2 separate regions of the Callithrix jacchus genome follow, and region 1 is linked to region 2. A link is a contact called in public Hi-C data. All regions are on one chromosome and are shown on one strand. The core of a region is the stretch at or near the end of the contact, and the rest is flanking DNA. Distances in the headings are between cores, read along the strand shown.

Evidence for each region. A called contact is a pair of places that touch in the nucleus more often than the background predicts.
Region 1: a Hi-C map of skeletal muscle shows a contact between it and region 2, with 11 times the contacts expected there. The contact joins the enhancer-like site here to the promoter of CAMK2D in region 2. A contact is called at or near these places in 2 of 3 Hi-C or Micro-C datasets (both in skeletal muscle).

What each region holds. Positions count from the first base shown.
Region 1 is chr3:83,643,145-83,648,723 of calJac240_pri, forward strand. The region is part of intron 7 of CAMK2D (calcium/calmodulin dependent protein kinase II delta); the gene reads left to right. Among named protein-coding and RNA genes, the nearest start is that of CAMK2D, 230 kb to the left of the region's middle. Within about 2 kb of position 2,162, at least 1 of the 16 cell types and tissues checked has an H3K27ac peak or open chromatin away from gene starts, as enhancers often do. A contact at or near this core is called in skeletal muscle, where this site is marked.
Region 2 is chr3:83,419,259-83,424,304 of calJac240_pri, forward strand. It overlaps CAMK2D (calcium/calmodulin dependent protein kinase II delta), which reads left to right and starts at 1,580. Exons shown (of 21, transcript XM_078366611.1): 1 at 1,580-1,978; 2 at 3,172-3,259; 3 at 4,841-4,935. The coding sequence starts at 3,195.

The DNA of each region.
Region 1 (5,579 bases), core at 912-3,411, 220 kb after region 2:
AAGAACATATATTCATCAAATATTTCTTCAGCAGCTAATAAGGCACCATTTTAAATGTGAGCATACGTTACTGAGCAAAACAAGAACAGACCTGTGTGCATGAGGCCCTGCTGGCCATTGAATTAAGGATCATTTAAAAATACGTATGTAGGTCAGGTGCAGTGGCTCATGCCTGTAATCCCAGCACTTTGGGAGACCGAGGAAGGGGAAGTACTTGAGGCCTGGAGTTTGAGACCAGCCTGTACAACATAACAAGACTCCCATCCCTACAAAAAAAAGTTTAATATATACACCTATGTGAACAGTGTATTGATGATGTTCTTCCCAGAAAGAAGGAATTACATCAGACAAGTACTGCATTCAGGAAAATATTAGGTCAAAGAGATGTTGCAGTAACAAAGGACAATTTTTAATGTTACAAGAAATGAAGGAATGTCAGATCAGATATGTTTCCTCATTTAAGAACTTAGAGAATACAATTTCTATGACTCAGTTGACAGAATAAATAAAAGGAGATAGTTATACAGCTCTGCTTTTTCAAATAACTATATTTCAAGCAAAGTAATAACATTTCTGCAGTTCAAATGTATCAGAAATGGTTACTAAACTACTTCATGGACAGCAATCTGGATAGGAGACTTTATGCACACTGCTGAATCTTTTAGCAACAAATTAACACCCTATGAATTGCCTCAGCAGAGAATGCTGCCTTTAGGATTATCCCCTAATCAGAAGAACAACATTATTTAATGGAAAAGTCACTGGATGGATAGATGGATATGGGGGGTGGGGGGCAATTTTAATGAAGAGAATTTGGAGATTTTCATAAAAATAAATGAAATTTATGACCATGATACAAAGGAATTAGTTTTCAGGGAAGGGGAGAGATGAGAAGTATTTAGTAAATTCTTGTTAACTGTGGGTAGTTAGTAGATATGTCAGCCTGTGAAATTTATATTTTGAATAATTATAAAATCGCAAGTATGATACTTTTCTCAGAGCCATGTTTAGATAAAAGTTTAAGGAGTGCATCATCTGTGTGTGTGTGTTTTGATATTTTTGAAACTAAGTGTGTATTTGATAAATTTAATAATTTATTTAATCATTCCAGTGTTTCTTTATTGAGTGCCTAGTGTTTGTCAGGCAGTGGAGAAGCTGTAGGTAATTGCACTATCCCACTGGAGTTACACTGTGGTTCTTTCAGTCTACCCAACAGTGTGTGCTGACAATGTAGAAGTAAATGAATAAACAGGAATGGAATACAGAATGATTCTTATGAATAGAAAGAGTACTTCCTAATTGCAAACTTACAGCTTATACATCTGCTGGAAACTCCTTGTGCTAAGTAGATGAATTCAGGCATTAATTTCTTACAAAAATAAAAGCTAAAATCACTTGTACCATATATATAAATGAGACAGTGAGCCTGATATTCAAGCTTCTCAATTCATGTAAAACTAAAGAAATATAGTTTATTTGGGGGAGCTTCATTTGCACCTTCTTTGGCAAAAGATAAGTGACAGAAACACACCAAAGCAGAGAATGGTTTTCTGTTAAAAGAGTGAGATTCTCCAATTAAGGAAAGAAACTTTAAAAGACAATTTTTACTCCTTAAAAAGTAATACCCAAAGGAATGTAAGAATTAAATAATATAGAATTATAAAATTAGTAATTTGCTCTTTTCATAATATTCAAAAATTTAAAAACAAGTAAAACACACAGGATTTTACTTATATATTTCTAATGGTTGAATCTTTTAGATGGTTATCACATATGTGCACAAATAGAAGCCTAATGTGGTTAATGCTTAAGGTGGTTGCCTTTGCCAAATCAGTTTCTTAATAAAGATCGTGATAATTGGTGAAGCAAGGTTAAAACTATGTTTTTTTCATAAGTTTTAGATATGGGTAGTAAATATTTTTGAGTGCTTCAAATTCTTCTAAAAACATCTACTGAATAGACTACCTTTTAAAAATAACTGTTTTTATACAATTGGAGGCATTTCTTTAGTATCACATCTTTAAAAGGAATGAATTAGAAAATCTAACTTCAAGTCTCGGCTTCATCTTTTTGGGCCTCCCTACCTCATGTAGAAACTGAAAGGTTTGAGTTACTTTATCTCCCAAGTCTCTTCCGGTTCTGAAAGTGATTCCAACAACCTGCCTGTACTTTCAGGCATTTGAACAGTTTCAAGAAAACCTTGAAACATGATGAAAGAAGTTGCCATTGTATTCATATGAAAGTACAGAACAAAACTTGCAAACAGTTGCTGCTCATTACAGCTGATATGCTATAAATGGTTGTTGACACTGAGACCAGATGTCATGGAAAATCCTGCATCATTAGGAAGCAATGGGGGTGGGGAAGGAACCTATGTGTAAGAATGTCTGTACACTCTATTTAAAAACCAACCTAGAAAGGGATTTTCTAGACGTAGAAAAGGATCTAGAGATCCTCTCAATATCTAAAGACTAACATAATAGATTCCATTAAGTTGGCATCATTAATAAAGACATTCCTCAAGTTATAAATATTAAATGTTCTCCACAGTGAAATGGCCGGCTGCACTGGAATGTAATAGCTAATCACTAATGTGTATGTTGTCATCACAGAGGACAGAGCTCCTGTGATAAAACCCAGTGTGATTTTATCATTCCATAGAAACCATTATGAGATATAATTTAGTACCCTTATAATGTTCATTTGAGAGATTAAGGAACTAATTAATTAACTCCAGGCATCTGTGAGTTGCCCAAGTCCACATAGGTAATAACAGCCAGAGCCAGGACATGAACCCAGATCTTCACATTCTTTCTAGATCATCACCCTGCCTGTTTCCCTCACAGTGCTGTGCTCCAGTCAGCTAACTATATTGGAAAATATAGTTATTTTCCAATAACTGGGTTTCTGATCTTACCTGTCTGATTCGTGTCAGAAAATCAAAATAGTGGAGTAATAGCAAATAATTGTATAGTAGTGGTCTTTTCTAAGGAGGTAATCATTAATTAGATGAGAAATTCTACCTTTTCACATTGGGTGGACTATATCTGCAAATTATCTTCCTTTCTGTAGGCGTTCAGAATTTAAACTAACCTTGCCAATAAAATTTGTAGTACAATATATTTTTAACTTGAAAGCTATATGAGTGGTAGTGATTCAAGAATATTAGAATAAATGTGCTTGTCCTGATTAAAATGTTGCTTTAGAAAGTCTTAGTGATTAAGCCTCCCACACTCTTACAGAACATAGTAGGAGGATTATTTAAACTAATATATACCAGAGTTATATAGAAATCAAACTTGTGTGATTATTCTTTATGTTTCATTAAAGCTGCTCTTTAAAGCAATCTCGTGATGAAATATTAAAAAGTAAATAATCCCGTAAGCTCATCATCCTAAACTTTTTAGTTTTCATTATATAATTTCATTTTAGATCCTAAATTTTAGTAATCATCCTAATTTTTTAATTTTCATTATATAATTCTGTATTTTAGGTTTGCCTAAAAATATACATAAACATGAAATCATGTTAGTCTCTCAATTGTTAAATCTACAGTCACCTTCAAATAGCCCTGCCTATTCCTGTACATAACTGCAGCTGAACAGTCTTCATAAGTATAAGGTGCAACTCTGGTCCAGATGGATTTACTATTTTCTGGATGACTCACAAAGTTCCTACAGTGAGGTCTTCTTTAGTTATGAATATTTACCCCAGTCATTCAGAGGTCATACATGATAAAACTCCAAGATGTTTATTTCTTCTGAATCAGCACACTTGGTGCTTCAGGCATAATGCACACAGACCTGCCCAGCAACTTTTTCATTTAGTGATAAGAGTAAAAACACACTCAATTTTTTAAAAGTTTATTTACCAGTGACGTTGACAGTTGCTCAACAAACTTAGCACTTGACTTCAAATACCTAAAATTTGATTTCTAAAGTAGTTGAAACTTTTTTTGAGTGAGTCTGTGGTTGACAAATTAGGACAGATGTGTATTAACAGAAATCTCTGACATGCCAATGCTTTTGAAAGTGAAGAAAGAATTAGAATCAACTATTGCTTACAGTTTGATGTGGTTTTTCCAAGTTAATTATTCCACAATAATAGCTGAAACTTAACTTCTTGATCAAATTAGAAACTACATGAATGTGGTAGATCATAAACCTTAGTTACAAAAATGAAATGTCAAATGAAAATAATTTAACATAAGTAGATACTGTAGTATATTGATGTAGATACTGTAGTATACTGATAAATATACTACACAGTTGCAAATAATTTCAAATGTTTGGTTTCACTAAAAGTAATTTCAGCATGAAAGTATTTTATATTCTTGAGATATCTTCATCCCATACTCCAAATTAAATTATGTATTTAGTGTTGAGGTGGTTAAAAATACCTATCAGCCCACAAAATTAGAAAAGTTTTCTCACATTTACCAAGCATCGTAATAGTAATGAATCTGATGGCAGTGAGCAACTATAGCCTGAAGAAATCTGGTACTTGATTAAAACTTACTCACCAACACTCTAATTTCTTTTAGATTTAACATAATTTCTTCCAAGTTCCAGTTATGGGTCTTTGCTAATTTGCATGGCTGGCTTAATTAATAAGTTAGATACTGGTTTAGGCTGTGTTTACACAAGGTCAAAACAACCAACAGAATTGACTGATTTAGTAAGAAAAATGTAGCCAATTTGATTTTTAAAGCATAACATTGTTTATTAACATATAAACAAAATGAATTTGATTGACTGAATTTTAGATTTTCAGACAATCGTTTTGGCACTTGTAGAGTCCATTGTTTCCCAACTACTTTCAGTCTGAGACACACCTCTAAATTCGCTGGGTTTTGTCCCCAAATAGGAAGACTTTGAACCACTCTCCCATATACATTCTCACCCAATATATTTATCAAGTTTGGGGTTGTATATCCTTAACTGTATATATTAATCAGCCTCCTTTTCCTGACCATCTTCATTTCTTAAAATCCACAAAGGAGATTCATGGAAATTGAAGACTGAGCCCTGGTGCTTATTCTCAAAGTACTAATGTGTCTTGATGTATTGGTTGGGAAACAGTGGTATAGACACAACCTTATACCAAGACTGAGTTATCAGCCCTTGCATAATGATAAATACCCAAGAAAATAAAAATATATCTTTCTCATAGTATTCTGAGATGGAAGAATAAATATATAAGTAATGCTCTGAATCTATTTCATAGGTTGAAGAAATGTAAATTATGTTTAAAAAGCTGGCTTATAAAGAAAAAAAGCTGACTATAACATTTGGCAAATAGTATTATACTCTTTCTGTCTTTAAGAATAAACAGATTCTTAAAGACAGTAATTTTAATACATAATTCAGAGTGAGTATCCAAAATTTCTACCAAAATTGTTTGGAAACATTGAGGAATCAAAATCACTACATTTGGGTCCAAACTCTTGAAGTTAACTAGGATTTAATTTGCACAGTTTCATTTGCCAAATGTCTGTAGATTGGTCCAACTCTTGTTATTATTTTGCCAAGTTTCCTTCTGCTGAAAATGTCTGTGTTCTGTCAGGCTTCTAAGTCAAT
Region 2 (5,046 bases), core at 330-2,829:
TGGCACTAACGTCCAGTGTTATTCTGTTTACAGATTACACTTTTCAGAATTTAACTCTATTTTGTAACTATTCCTGAAATAATGTTGAAGTAGCATGCACCACCATGCCTGGCTAATTTTGTATTTTTAGTAGAGACGGGGTTTCTCCATGTTTGCCAGGATGGTTTCGAACCCCTGACCACAGATGATTCACCCTCACCCACCTTGGCCTCCAAAAGTGCTGGGATTATAGGCGTGAGCCACTGTGCCCAGCCAATTTGACTACTGTCTTAAGGAGGTTCAAACTTCAGAAATAACTAAATATTTGTTCAAATAAGAGAAATATTTTAATTAGTCTAAAATATAAATCAAAGAAAGAGCACTACAGATTAAGCAATGTTTGCTGTACAAAATGTACATTATTATCTAATAATATATCAGTATTAAAATTCAGTTATGTTTTCTTTATTGTACTGCACAATTAAAACCATTTACAATTATTGGTAGTTTAAATAACAGATAAATACTGTAATTATGTAGATATCATTACTTGAATATTTAAGAAACAATTTTCTTCCCTGATGTAAACTTTTTATTATCTTTATTTATTGTTTCAATTTTACTTTCTCTGTTTCATTTTTAGATTCAAGAAGGAATATTATTTCATTATCATTTTGGAGCCAATTGGTAAACAGTTCAGATATTAAAAATCTTTAGCCATGACCAAATTGCTCTTTTCTTTCCAATTTATAGACGAATTATTAATATTTAGAGACCAGGTTTCTTTTACACAGTTTTGGTATCATCGTTTTCTATAGCACTACAGTTGCTTCCCTTTTATGGCTGGAAATCAAAACACATACGAACTTCAATTTTGTTGTAATAAACGTTAAAATTTGTGAACATTTTTAGTACTTCAGTAAAAGCTTAGTCATTGGCAGAAGTGTCCCTCAGATCAGGAAATAAAGGAATTGGGATTATCTGTGACCACAAAGTAACATTAATTAAGAGCAGTCTCTGGGAGTACACAACAGCGCCTCTAAATCTTAGATTCTCTTGTATCTGCAAGTTATCTTTTATCTTTCAGCAGTGAAATTTTAAGTCCATGAAGTAATAAGACGAGCAAATTAGCATTAGGATTGCAAGGTTTTTATAGTTGCGTGGTATAGAACAAAAGGCAATAATTTGAAAAAGATCTTCCATAACGCTGTTTTCGGTCTGCATCTAAATTTGTAACTGCATAGTTTTATTAAAGAGAACTGGAGAGAGGGCCCAGAAGTTGTTCTAGCAATCGGCAATAACTTATCTACTTTAAACGTAATGCATACTTTTTTCCCTCCTACTTAAAACAATGGCAGATATGCTAAAGGGAAGGACACATTCTTGAACTGCTAAGTGGTTTTTCAGATAGCCATTTACGGAGTGCACTCAATTGCCACTATCTGGCCGAAAGCAAAGCACACACAACCTCTTCTTTTCCTTTTCCCTTTGCAAAGCGAAACAGGCTAGACATGTTCACGTGATGTGAATTACGTCAGCCCCCACCGAGTCGCGTGACCGACACCCAACCTTCCTACTACCTCGCCCCGTCAGCCAGAGTGGGAAATCTCGCGAGAACCCGTCTTACTATCAGAACTTACTGAGGTTACTGGGGAGTTACTCAGAAGGGAAGGGAAGAGAAGGTGTGGTTGAGTGGCGGAGTTTTTGCTTTCGTTCTTTTAACGTTCACACCCAAAGCAAAGACCTTTGGGGACTGCCAGGGTCTCAGCCACCATCCTGGAAAACAGCGGGGGAGGTGGGCCTGGAGGTGGCAGTCAAATCTTAAGTGAAATGTGGCTCAGGGCCGTCACTGCTCCTTGCAGAAGGGGCTGCGGGGGAGGGAGAAAACCTGCGCCCGGCGCTGGGGAGCGGGCGACGCAGTGAACGCTGCTGAGGCAGAGTTGCGCCCCGACAGTCGCCGGAGGCTGTGGGAAGGGTTGGGACCTTCTCTGAGAGCAAGGTACTGCCCACATCCGGTCCCCGCTGTGTCAACACTGAGCGGCGCGGAGAAGCCGTTGCTCTCCCTTACTCGGCCACGCCGAGGGTCGTGGCCCGGTAGCTGGCCTGGAGAAGTCCCTGCTGCCTAGCGCCCAAAACAGGGGCGTGAGCTTCCATGACCCTGGGCGGCGGCCTCGGGCCGTGCTCGAGTTGCCCCGCATCTTTATACTCAGTCAGTCCCAGATTGAGGAGGCTTCTGGGAGCGGGTTGAAATGGGCAACTGTGACGTCTCGCCTCATTCACCCAAACCTCCAGGCTTCTCCCCCGCACATCCTCCTCCATCCACCTGGTTTCTCCCTAGACGGGTGTGCTCGTGTGTGCGACCGAAGGAGGGAGAGCGAGAGATCCACGAAGGGACAGGCTTGGAGTCGCTAGAGGGAGGTGTGGTACCAGCGAGGAGGGGGCTTCGCCTGTGAGGGGTGCTGGCAGGCGGAGGGAGCGGCGGGAGGAGGCGCCGGGGGAGGAGACGGAGGCCTGGGGACGGCAGAGGAGGCTTCGCCCGAGCCGAGCGCTGTTTCTCTTGCCGCGCCGTCTTGAAGCCGCGCGGGCTCGTGAGCAGCGCGAGGCCGCCAAGGTGCTTGGCTTCGCCGGAGCCGCTGCTGCCCACTGACGGGAAGCCGGTCCTGGGCGCGCACGCTCTCCCGAGCTCCGGCGCGCTCCGCGCCTGAGCTTGCTGACAGCTGCCGCTGGGCTCCGGCTGTCCGCTCCGGGCTCCACGGCCTCGGCCCTGCTGCACTCCCCCTCCGCCCCCTCGGACTCCCTCCCCTCGCTTCTGCCCCTCCTGCCCCAGTGCGGATCGTTTCGCAACCGCTCGCCACTCGCCCCGTGCCCGGCTGTTTTTCCATATCCCGGCCCCCTCTTCTTGAGTACTTTACCCCCTGCATTTGGGGACAGGGACTGGAAGGAAAAGGGGCTGGTGGACCGTCCAGTGGAGAAGGCCCGCAGGAGGAGGCGGAGGATCGGCGGACCGTGGGGAGGAGACCCCACGCCACCCTTTCTGGTCATCTCTCCTCCCGCCCCGCCCCTGCGCACACTCCCTCGCGGGCGAGCTACTTTCGGACTAGGAAAGTAAGGGCGGCCCTGGGTGACAGCGCCGCGGGGCCAGTCCCGGGGTTAGCCGCGTGTCTGCTCTCTTCTCCCCCGTCGCACTCTCAGCCAGGGCACAGTCCGGACCGAGGATGGCTTCGACCACAACCTGCACCAGGTTCACGGACGAGTATCAGCTTTTCGAGGAGCTTGGAAAGTAAGCGCCTTTGCTCGGCATCTGCACGTCCCCTTTCCAGCTGAGGGCGGGTCGCGTTGCCCAGACCCACGGGCCTCCGTTGTGGGGCGAGGGAGTTTGGGAGAGGAGTGGGAGGAGGGCCCCTGGTTTGTCAGCTCTGGGGAAGGTGCTTAGTGAGGGGAGGGAGCACAGAAGGGGTAGGATCCTTACCCTGACTATGGCTCATTTTAATAGTCCCTAGCCCACCTTCTCCCGCTCCCCCACCCTCCTGCACTGAGAGACTTGGTGAATTTACGATCTCTGCAGTTGTAGCTGTCATCCTGAGAAGTGTGCGCGCGCGCCTGTGTGTAATATGTGTTTGGAGAGGAAATTAGAACCCATGTAAAATGCAACATAGATCATGTTTTCTGTAAATAGGGATGCCTCCTGGTTAGCCGGTGTGTGGGCTGTATGACCCACCTACTGATGAGAACTCACAGCCTCAGACGGTGCCATATTTATTGATGCCGAAAGTTCTACTTGGCATAGAGTCTATTTCGCATCCAGTAGTTGTTCTGTCCAGGAAAAGGGCCACCCAACAGGACCAGCCCCTTGCCCTATAGCCACTGTTATTCTTTGCACCAGATTACTCGCTCACCATCATTCTTCCTAGGAATTGCGTGTGCATCTTTGCATTCTCTAGGATTTATTTATATAGGCAGCGGAAAAGCCCTCTGGTGACTGAGAGCGCTCTTAAGAGTAGCCTAGCATTGTGTAAAGCCACTCCTTCACTTGACTGGCAGAACTATTTGGAGGTGTTAGGGAAGGAGACAGGAGACCCTACTGAGGACTTGTGCAAAGGAACCTAGGGGCCAAGCCGAGAATGCTGATTTTTGTAGCGTCGAACCCAAACCCAATTTCTCTTTCACTAATTTCGACTGTTACTTTTATAAAAGGAGTGCGTTTATATGTATGTTGTTGGTTTATACTGTAATTAAAGGAAAGGTAAATATTTTTTAAAGGTAATGAAAATTATATATGTATATATTGTCTGCTGTTAAAACATGGAGAATATGTCGGAAGAGCAGCTTAATTCAAATATCTCCCTTCCCCCAGAGCAAAACAAGGCATAGAGAAATCACTATACCAAGACTCGTTAAACCACACTAATGTGCTCAAGATTTATATTTTACTGAAAATAATCGCCATGTTGACTTATTTGGAACCACATTAATTTTTGTTTCCTACCAAAACAAGTAGGCAGCAGATATTTTTGCGGCTCCTCCTCTGCTCTATTCTGGGCAGGGTTTTTCTCAGAGCATTTGGTGCTGTGAGTGTGAACTGTAAAATATTTTCAGATTTCATGTGCAAACAAGAACGGTCATAATTGGCAGTTCCTTTCATTTTGTTGATTAATAATGTGTGCTCCCAGTGAAATGAAATTTACTTTTATTCTTCAACATTAAAGAAAGTATGGGTTTCCAGGAAGAATTGTTCATTTACTGGATATCACTGTACTTCACTGACAACACACTAAAATACATTAAAATGCTCAGATTTTATACATTTTTAATGGAATATTATATCTGTTATATTAATGACCTGCTAATTATTGGTTTCCAGGGGGGCATTCTCAGTGGTGAGAAGATGTATGAAAATTCCTACTGGACAAGAATATGCTGCCAAAATTATCAACACCAAAAAGCTTTCTGCTAGGGGTGGGTATTTTCAACCACATATATTGGTTAATTTTGTATTTGTGATGTTGATTATAGGTTATGTTGTATGTAAATATATCATGTAATTATAACAGAATTTTAGACTTAGGT